Regions from separate parts of the Mus musculus genome. Here region 1 is linked to region 2. A link is a contact called in public promoter capture Hi-C data. All regions are on one chromosome and are shown on one strand. Each heading gives the region's core, a stretch centred on a gene start, on an enhancer-like site or on the middle of the called end of the contact. The rest is flanking DNA. Distances are from core to core; before and after follow the strand shown. Region 1 holds the start of Rrs1 (ribosome biogenesis regulator 1). Region 2 holds the start of Mrpl15 (mitochondrial ribosomal protein L15).

Evidence for each region. Promoter capture Hi-C pulls out the DNA fragments that hold promoters and counts their contacts.
Region 1: a contact with region 2 is called in a promoter capture Hi-C map of pre-B cells. The contact joins the promoter of Rrs1 here to the promoter of Mrpl15 in region 2. A contact is called at or near these places in 2 of 39 promoter capture datasets (pre-B cells and second pharyngeal arch cranial neural crest).

What each region holds. Positions count from the first base shown.
Region 1 is chr1:9,542,080-9,547,678 of GRCm38.p6, reverse strand. It overlaps Rrs1 (ribosome biogenesis regulator 1), which reads right to left and starts at 2,271. Exons shown (of 1, transcript NM_021511.2): 1 at 224-2,271. The coding sequence starts at 2,155. The coding sequence ends at 1,058.
Region 2 is chr1:4,782,686-4,787,976 of GRCm38.p6, reverse strand. It overlaps Mrpl15 (mitochondrial ribosomal protein L15), which reads left to right and starts at 2,251. Exons shown (of 5, transcript NM_001177658.1): 1 at 2,251-2,404; 2 at 3,872-4,026; 3 at 5,244-5,291. The coding sequence starts at 2,300.

The DNA of each region.
Region 1 (5,599 bases), core at 1,022-3,521, 4.8 Mb before region 2:
TTACCCAAAGTCACTAACAATCCAGTGTTTCCATGAGTTAAGAGACAAGTTGAGCTTTCCTTGCATTTCTACAAGTAACCTTATAAAACTGAAACCACACTAAGAGTAACCTCCAACCCAATTCCCAACTGCTAGCAACTGACAGACCAACTTGCTTTAAAGAAAACACCCCTTCCTCAATTCTAGAATTGCTATTAATAACTTACAAAAATAATGCAAATACTAATTATGCAAAGATAAGTTTATTAAGAACAAAATAAGACAATGAAACAGGGAAAAACATCTAGGACAGAAATAAACATGAAATCTGCTGCTCGATTATAATCTCAGCACTTGGCCCTGAGTTCCAGGGCAGCCTTGGTTCCATAGTGAATGCCAGATATTTTGACAATATCTAAAACCCAAGCCAATTAAACAAAAGCCACCGGTTACAAACAAAATGACAACTATTTCTGGACTTAAAGCAATCCATTGGCCAAATGCACCACCTGAACCAACACCAAAAAGCACTATACTTTTAATATTATAGTTAGGGCCAAAGTTTTCCTAAAACAAGGGGTCTTTTTTAGAACCACTGTAACTACTTTGTTTTTCTCAAGCACACTCCATATTGGTGCCCAGGTTACTGGCTTCACATGCAACCTCTACCGACAGTAAAAGTTAAAAGCAACACCAGGTACCTGCATCCATTTACAATACTTGCAAATCACAGGTAGATATAATTTTCCCCCGCCCTCCCCGCTTTGATAAATACACAAGCTTTGTTATAAAAATAATGCAAAAATGTTGAAACCAATCTACTGTAACGCAGTATCCAAAGTCAAGATAAAAAGGCAGGCCTTAACTTATTCCTGGTTCTGGCTATATCATTTCTATAATTCTCAAAATACACCAATTTCCAGTCAGTGTCTCTATTAACTCGTCCAGCACTGACTCGAGGGAAGGCAAACCCGTCCTTTTAATGTCAAATGTCACTGAGGGCAGCGGCCACCTATACCGCCCAAGTTAACTTTTAGTACAGTCCCAGCTTTTCAGAACTGGTCCCGAGGGGAGAACGCTACTTCCTCCTCTTCCCACCTTGGGGCGGCACTCCTTTCTTCTTGCCAGCTAAAGCAGAAGGCCAGGAATGCTTTTTGCTTCCCAAGCCTCCTTTCCTCTTTTCTCCCTGACCCGGCGGGCCGCCCTTTCTCTTGCCCGAAGGTCCTTGCCGGCCCCCTTTCCTCTTGCCTTTCTGGCTCATTTTCCTCCTCTTGGCAGCCTCCTCCTGGTCCTCTTCCCTCATCTGCTTGTTGGTGGCCCTCGTCACGTCCAGCCGAGGTTTCTTGCTGTTCATGACTCGAAGTAGCTCCAACTGGTTCTTTTTCTCGGCTGCGAAGTCCCCAAAGAGGGGCTGAAACTTCCTCTTCTTGCCGGAGCCCCGGGGAGCTTTCTCCTTGGGAAGGCGCTCCTGGAAGCGTCCCACCGAAGCGGTGGAAACCTTGGCCACTTGCATGGCGCGGCCCAGCTCTTCCTTACTCTGGTGTCCAGTAGGGTGCAGGCCGGCTGAGCTGGGCATCTGCATCTTGTGCGCGCGAGCCAGGTTCCGCAGACGGTTCAGCTCATTCTTGGCCACGCGTTCTTTCTTGGCCTGAGTCCTCTTGGCGAACTGGTCTTCCATGGGGTCGGCGCTCCCAGGCACCTCGATCAGCCATTCTTTAGTGTCATCCCGGGCGCGCTTGTAGCCCCAACGGCGCCGCCACTGGCCACTCGCCTCGTCCCACACGAGGTTGGTCTTCTTCTTGGGACGGATTCCCTTAAGGCGCGCGAACTGCTGCCAGCGGGTGAGCGGCCGTGGTCGGGGCAGCGGCTTCTCGCGGGGCAGGCGAGTGGCGGGCTCCGGCAAGCGCGCGACCACCGCCTCCTCCACGCGCTCGGTCGGCAGCCGCCACAGCTGGTTGATGAGCAGCTGCGTGTTGTCCCGCGCCAGGGCCCGCAGCTCGGCCTCCGGCGACGGCCCGGCCTGGCGCAGCACGGTCGGGGGGTTGCGGTCCGAAGCCAGCAGGTTGCCCAGGTCGAACTCCAGCTCCAGCTCCTTGTGCACCGTGATGCGCTGCAGCTTCTCCGCCTCCTCCTGCTCTGCCTTGGCCAGCAGCTCCTCCACGCGCTGGCCCTCCATGGCTCTCGCTGCGGCTCGGATCCCTCACTTCGGGACAGCGGCGGGACGTATCGCCACTACAGCAGCACCCTAAACCGGCAACCACGTGCGGACGTCCGGACCCGTAATCCGGAAGAGGAAAGATCACTTCCGGGTTGTCTGGAAGCGGCTCACAGCTAGGCGGGGAGGTAAAGACCGGCAGAGGGCGGCATTGGACAGCAGATGGGCTTAGAGGCGGGACTTGGATTCGTCACCGGATGTTGGCCCGACTGGCGCTGAGGGTTGGCTAACCAGCTCAGGACCTGGTTGGGACTACGTTTCCCAGCATGCTGTGGGGCAGAGGTAGTGCAGTAGGACGCGGGCTGCTCAAACTCTTGGAAGTGCCTGCATTGTAGCTTCCGAATGGAGCGTCTACACCACAGTGTCTATGGGTAAATCTATTACAGAGGTGTTTGGGGCGAGACAAATTATTTCCCCAGAGTTATAGCCCGTTCTCTGTGCCCTAGGTGTGAGCGGAGACAGATCCCACGGATACCTGTCCAAGTTAGGCATTGTTTTGCGACTTAGTAGGGCTTGCAGTTTGTCTGTACGTGGCCTGGGCACCAATTCTGGCCATGCCATTGTTTGTTCCTGTGATATTTGTGTAGGCCTGAAAAATCGTGGAAGATGGAGACTCTGGTAGTATCCAGGAGTGTTTTAAAGGTAAATGTGTTAATAAGCTTGGAGGAAGGCTAAGATCCAGTGAAAACCAAATAGTTTTTATTCAGTAGTCATGGTGGCCTAGGGAGTTAAAAATCTCAGTTTACTATTTACTGCCATCTATTTTTATAGGTTTTTACCTCAGTCCGGTGTTAGAATGGGCACATGTTCATCTAATGTCATCCAAAAAAGTGTTTTGTTTGTTTGTTTGTTTGGTTGGTTTTTTTGTCTTGTCACATAAGTAGACTTTTACTGATTTATTTATTTTTTAGTTTAGATCACATGAACCGGAGGCCGAGCTTGAACTCCCTGTACATCGAAAGAGAACTTGACTTCTTTTTTGTTTGTTTGTTTTTTGTTATTTTTTGAGACAGGGTTTCTCTGTATAGCCCTGGCTGTCCTGGAACTCACTCTGTAGACCAGGCTGGCTTCGAACTCAGAAATCTGCTTTCCTCTGCCTCCCAAGTGCTGGGATTAAAGGTGTGCACCACCACTGAGAACTTCTTGATTCTCCTACCTCTCTCTCAAGCATTAGTGTTTCAGGCATGCAATATCCAGTGTCCAGTTCCATTTTTTAAACTAAGTTTTTGGTTAGAATGCAAAGTAATTATTTTCAATATGGTGCTTTCATACAGGTATCATTGTTATCTCCATCCTTCACTGCCTTCCCCGTCCCCCATAAATAGACATTTAAAAAATGCAGACTAAACTGGGTATGGTGTATAATCCCAGCACTCTAGAGAAAGAGGCAGGAGGGCCAGGTGTTCAAGGCTAGCCTTAGTTGCATATGGAGTCATCCAAATCATTTTTGTTTTTAATGTGGTTTAAGTTTGCTATATAGCTAAGAATGGTCTTGGAATTAATTCCCTTGCCTCTGCCTCCCAAATTCTGGCATTACAGGCAGGAGCCACTATAATTCTTTGTTTTCCTCTTGGTGCTAGACCAGATGTCAAAATCTACACAGCACAAAGCTTCCTCCAAAGTTGCTCCTCCTTCCACCATCCTCTCATCCTCTTCCTCATTGTCTTTGCTGCCCAAGGAACCCTGCCATTGGGAATACTGTAGAGACAATAGTCCCAGGAGATGTGGTCATCATTCAAGTCTAGTAACTTGCTCGGATGATGGCAAATTCATCTTTGACTTTCCCTATCCAAATCTCATCAGTTCAAAGCCTAGATAGCTTGTCTCTGTATGTTGCGCCCTTTCACTCCCCACTGCTGTGGCCTTACTTCATCCTAGCCTGGATCTCTTCTATCTGCTTCTCTAGACCATCTCTCTACTATGTAAGCTGCACTAGTTTCTAGCTGATTTTTGATCAGCAGGAAACAGTGATACAAGATGAAAAGAGATGAAGAGAGTGGGGTCAGGACACTTATGCCCTATTCCTCTGTAGACTACGTGACAGCCTGCCTCATCGAACCGTCTTCTGGCTCTAGAAGCTCCCTTGATTCTATCAAGAAGTTTCCTGAAGTTGTGGCCATGGCTTTGTAAATACTCCTGTTGTTTATTTTTCTCTGTGCTGCCAGGTCTCTCACTAATATCTTGAGGCTATTCTGGGAATTCTGAAAATTTAACTTCCACGAATGTGGCCAAAGCAAACTCATATAATAGACTCATGATTATTCTTGATCCTGATTGCTTACCACCTGGGTTCAAGTCACTCAGAAGTTGTAAGTCAGAGTAGCCTTCCTCACCCTTGTTCTGGTGCACTTCTACATTTCATTTTGGTTAGGTCTGGAACCCCAAAGGCAAAAATGAGATTCAGGGCAGAAAAACAGCTAGTATAATTTTGTGTCAATTTTGTGACCTTTCACATCAAATGAGGTTTCCTGTTTTTTGTTCCCACCTCATCCCGAAGAGGGATTAAAAAGGTTTAAAGACATCAAATTAATACTTTTCACCATCTTTCAATAAATGATTACTCTGATCAGTGCAACTAGTTCTTTTTTTTTTTATTTCAGTTTTCTTTATTAGATATTTTCTTCATTTACATTTCAAATGCTGTCCTGAGAGTCCCCTATACCCTCCCCCTGCCCTACTCCCGAACACACCCACTTCTGCTTCCTGGCCCTGGCATTCCCCTGTACTGGGGCATATAATCTTCATAAGACCAAGGGCCTCTCCTCCCACTGATGGCCAACTAGGCCATCCTCAGTGCAACTAGTTCTGAAAGCAATTTCATCAGTCTTTAAAAATCACATTAACTTAGATTTTCTTTTTAAAACATGAAACTAAGTAACTAATTTATCTGTTGTATATATGGACATATCCTTTTGTTTTAGGGTAAAATGTTCTGTAGATATCTGTTAAATCCATTTGTTTCATAACTTCTGTTAGTTTCACTGTGTGTCTGTTTAGTTTCTGTTTGCATGATCTGCCCATTGATGAGAGTGGGGTGTTGAAGTCTCCCACTATTATTGTGTGAGGTACAATGCATACTTTGAACTTTAGTAAAGTTTCTTTTATAAATGTGGGTGCCCTTGCATTTGGTGCATAGATGTTCAGAATTGAGAGCAAGATTGCAATGAGCAAGAAATCCTAACTGGATATGAAAGTGTATGCTTGCAGTCTTCATGCAAGAGGATTCTACATTTGAGACCACTCTTGGATACATAGCTGTCTTGAAAATAAATAAATAAATAGCCTTCAATTGTGCGTGCACATGTGGTGTGTGTATGTGTGTGTGTGAGAGAGACAGAGAGACAGAGATAGAGAGAGAGAGAGTGCAAGAGCAGAATCTCATTATGTAGCCTTGGCTGGATTGAA
Region 2 (5,291 bases), core at 1,002-3,501:
TCCCAGTTGTTTGTTTTTTTTTTTTTTTTTTTTTTCGAGACAGGGTTTCTCTGTGTAGTCCTGGCTGTCCTGGAACTCACTTTGTAGACCAGGCTGACCTCGAACTCAGAAATCTGCCTGCCTCTGCCTTTGATCCCAGTTGTTAACATTGAATTTTATCCCAGTTGGTTCCTGCCAGTCCTTCTGTGTTTGCATTCCTGTTTTTTGTAAGAATCCAGTAGCCTCTTTGTACCTTGCAGGTGTGTCACACAACTTCCCTATTTTCTTCTGTATAAAAAGTTTGATGCTCAATTTGACAAATTACATTCAGATCCACACTCCCTTGTGTAGAGTCTGTCAATTCCTGCCAACTCCTTGTCCACCTGCAACCAGAGACCTGTTCCACACAGACAGTGACCAAAGAGAGTCTGTGGCACTCTTCAATTCATTCTCATAGTTTTCTATGCTTACTATGTTGCATATGGGACAAACAGCATACAATTGGCTACAGACCATTTCCACTATGACTGATTAATATTAGTGACATCACATAAACCATACAATAAAGAAAATGTATCCTTACAAGAAATGCAACACAGTATTTTGGCTTTCCTCAATTTCATTGGCTTGCATAGATAAAAAGGGGACATGTGGGGAGCACTTCCAGAGTTAATGTTGGCTGAGTTCTTGCTTGTAATTAATCATGAATGAGTCTGCTAACATGCTTTTGCTTTTAGTTAAGACATGCATTATATCCTGCCAAGTTCCTCTGCTTTTACATATGTCCTTGAGAGACTGTCCAAGCCTGAAGGAAATGGCCTTAGTCAAACATGGATAGTGTGTACCATACACTTATCACATAAATGTTCATGTTCATTGTTTAACTTCCTGGAATTGGTCATGCTTTCTGTTGCTAGCCTTTAAAAGACACTGAGAAAGTAAACTTGCTGCTAGTGGTGGTATTGACCTGTAGCCCTCCCATATCTGTCTCTTCCATCTTCTTTTTGCCTTTCCTATAATCATCCTCATACCCCAAGTCGTGGTTTCCATGTTGAATGACCAGCAGGCTCTGGCCCCAGGCCCAAATCCATGGTTTTGAGTAGCTCACCCCGATATCTACCTTATGTGTAACCTGTTGGAACATGTGAAAGGGCTAGCTAGTCCTGCTGATCCAGAGCTGCAGGATCTCAGTGACCTAGGACAATAGCAGGATAACCGAATAGAGTCCCTGTGAGGATCCAATATTGGTGTAGCAGAAGCCAGAGACCTAGAACCAGACCAATGACTCATTGCAATGTACATTTGCAAGTAATAATGTATGGACAAAAGGGTATACTGTAGGACACACTGTGACACACGACAGCTTCACGATGAGGTTTCCTAAACTTTATTTTTATTTTGGGGGGGGGGGGGTTTGCAAGGGCAAAAAGGACGGAGGGATTGTGGATCTGGAGTGTATGATGTGAAATTCACAATGAATCAATAAAATAAAAATAAAGGTTTATTTGAGTTAGAAACAGCTGCTTATTAAATTGTCTCACCTTCACTATATAACTGATAGAGCTTGGTAGGAGCAATTCTCCAGCAAGACAGTGGAACGGAAAAAGAATATAAAAATGAACACATTGTTTTCTATATTACTTGTATTAAGACAAGTTTTAAAAATCATTTAATTTGGAGAGTTAAATATATGTTTGGCAGTTTAAGTTCATTAGCTTTGAATCCTATCTATACCATCTGCTGTGACAGCTGGGTCGATCTGATAGGCATAAAACCACACCTCGCTTCTAGCGTGGTTGTTTATATGAATCTAGTAAGGCTAACTTTAACTCAGTTTCTGGCATACCCCAGGAGCTAAGTATGCCCCACCCCCCATCGTTAACTGCAAGGCACGCTATTAGGTTGAACCTAATTAGACAATTAATTCTAGAGCCAGGCACTGTAACAGTTGAATTACCAGAGTCTCAAAGCTTGAACCTGTTCACATCATTTTGGATTACTTTTCGCTTCATGAGGCCCCACTTTTACCGTACAGCGTGTTCAGTCATTACAGGGCAGAAGAGAACAGTTTTCGTTCACAAAATGGTACCAAAGCCAGAGGATAAAGCATGATCTCACAAAAGTTGATGCAGTTCCCCGAAGTAAAAAGACATCAAGCCTGGAAGCTGGAAGACATAGCCTACCGACGCGGATGCGGTCGCTCTGCAGCACGACAGGGGCGGGGCAGTACGGCCGCTGCAGCGCGACAGGGGCCGGGCGGAGCCGTAAAGCAACGCGGAGTCTACGCCGCTTCCTGGGCGCCCTTGAAGCACCGCGGGTCATGGCTGGCACGGCGCGCGGCTGCGGGACCAGCCTGGACCTGCTGCGGTCCTTGCCGAGAGTGAGCCTGGCCAACCTGAAGCCCAGTCCTAACTCCAGAAAACGGGTAAACGCTTGGCGGCGGTGCGGGGAGTGCAGGGGCCGCGTCACTCTGGCGATGGACGCGTGCGGGCGCCTGGCTCCCTTCCGCGTGCGCCCAGTGTTAAGGATGCTAAGCAGGCGGAGGGTACACACTCGGGAACTGCAGACGATTCATCCAAAATTGCGTTTAAACTGAACTGCTTAGCAAGTGCCTATCGTCGTTATAAAAATCCCAGTGTTTTTTCTACATTCCAGCTGGCCAATGTGCAACCCAGGGTGCAACTAGAAAACTGTTGTGGGTCGGCTGCTCGGCTTTTACAGTAACTTAATATACGGCTTTTTTTTTAGGGGGGGGGGCGGTTGACAAAGTCAATTAAGGGAAAGATGTTACGGAGTTAGAGAACACCGAAAGACTACCCGACTCTATCCAGTTGTAATTAGCCAATTTTTTAATGTTATAGTGCAGCCAACCACAATTCCCCTTAGGCCCAGGTTAAAGGGGTAGAAGGTGGAGGGCTTTGAAAGGTCGCAATTACTTTATTTCTGGGGAACTTACAGCTACATGAGGAACTTTACCGAAGCAATTAATCATTTCACATCAGTTTTACAATTCTGTGGAGGGGGACAAGTTGCCAGGAGCTTATCTTTTAGGAATTTAGGAAATTAGAATGTGTCCCTAGCAAAAATTGGAGTTTTCCTTAGCCATATGTGATCTAATTACATATTTACGATTAATTTAAAAATAAAACATTTAATGTCACTCAAGCCTCGTTTTGGCTGTTTAGTTCTAGGATTTTCTTTTTCCGTTCCAGCTGCTTTTTCCTGAAGACTAAATTTAGGCCCTTAGCTTGTTTGTTCAAGCACACTATACCACTGAGCTGTAATCCCAAACCCTTTCCCGATGCCCTCTCACCGCCCCCCCCCCCCCCCCCCCCCAGGGTTTCTCTGTAGAGCCCTGGCTGTCCTGGAACTCACTTTTTAGACCAGGCTGGCCTCGGACTCAGAAATCCTCCTGTCCCTGCCTCTCGAGTGCTGGGATTAAAGGCATGCGCCACCACATCTGGTTCCCTTTCCCGATTTTTAAATGCTTTATTCAGAGACAGACTCTCAGAAAATTGGGGGTTGCTGGCCTTGCCCTTTTTTTGTAGCTTAGGCAGGCCTTGAACTTTGAATCCTCCTGCCTCAACCTAGCAGATAGCAATCACTACAGGGACCTAGCTTATTGTAGAGCTTGTTATTCCTGTTGGATCCCATCCCTTCCTTAGAACTTTGCCCTGTGTTTCACCTTGTATTTTGGTTACTAGGATCAGCTACATTCTGAGAGAACTATGTTGGTGGAGTATAAAGATGAGCACGCAGCTAGAGCAGGGCTTGGCACACGGTACTTTACCTCTGGTGCAATGGATAAACAGCATTAATATGGAATATGCTATGAGATGAGACAGTTTTCAGAAATGTATCTGAAGATCTTAAAACTCACTTTTTCTTGTAGGAAAGACGTCCAAGAGATCGGAGAAGAGGTAGGAAGTGTGGCAGAGGCCATAAAGGAGAAAGGCAGAGAGGAACCCGGCCAAGGCTGGGCTTTGAGGGAGGGCAGACTCCATTTTACATACGAATCCCAAAATATGGATTTAATGAAGGACATAGGTAAGGTTGTTTTTTTTTTTTTGTTTTTTGTTTTTTGTTTTTTTTAAGTACAAATCGTAATTTCCACTAAGAAGTACACAAGTAATTTGGTAGATACCTTATGTTTATTTAGGAACACACTTATGGTACTGTTGCTTTGAATAATTTTTAGTAATGTAACTTACCCTCTATTGTCTGTGTCACTGTATGACTATGCCCCCAGAAAAGCACATTTGTACAGAGTCTACTCAGACCAACAACATGCTGATGATAGTGCTTGCTGTCATAATTCCTTAGATGATTAACAATTGAAAAATGTATATGTATCTTTCCATATCTATATATATCTATATATATCTGTATCTATATTTATATATAAAAGGTAAATGTATCTTGCCATATGTATTTTTATTTCCATGTATATTACCTTTTTTTTTTTTTAAAGATTCATTTATTTATTATATGTAAGTACACTATAGCTGTCTTCAGACACTCCAGAAGAGGGCATCAGATTTCGTTACGGATGGTTGTGAGCCACCATGTGGTTGCTGGGATTTGAACTTGGAACCTTTGGAAGAGCAGTCGGTGCTCTTAACCACTGAGCCATCTCACCAGCCTGTATATTACCTTTTTAAATGGGTATATATTTGAAATATAGATATATTTAGATACATATACACAAACATCCCCATATATATTATGTATGTATGTATATATATATATATTACATTATGTATATAATATGTATGCATATATAATATGTTTATGGCACATTGTAGTGGGTACCATTTTTATTTTATGATGTTATTTTTTTAAATTTATTTACTTATTATATGTAAGTACACTGTAGCTGGCTTCAGACACTCCAGAAGAGGGCATCAGATCTCATTACAGATGGTTATGAGCCACCATGTGGTTTCTGGGGATTGAACTCAGGACCATTGGAAGAGCAGTCAGTGCTCTTAAATGCTGAGCCATCTCTCCAGCACCTTATGATATTATCTTGAATTAAACTGTGAGTTACTTGTGTCCATGAGTGAAGTAAATGTTTAGAGAGGTAAATTTTTTTTAGTGGACCAAAGGAAGCACTGGTGTTTTATTATGTGTTTGTGTTGTGCTTATAAATTTATTTTAGACCATCAGAAATTATGAAGGAAAACACTGGAAAGCGTGCTGGTTTGAAGAGGATACAGGAAGGTTACTTGGTGTTTTCTAATTATTACATTCCTGCTTTGCAGTTTCAGGCACCAGTATCAGCCTTTGAGTCTCAGGAGACTACAGTATCT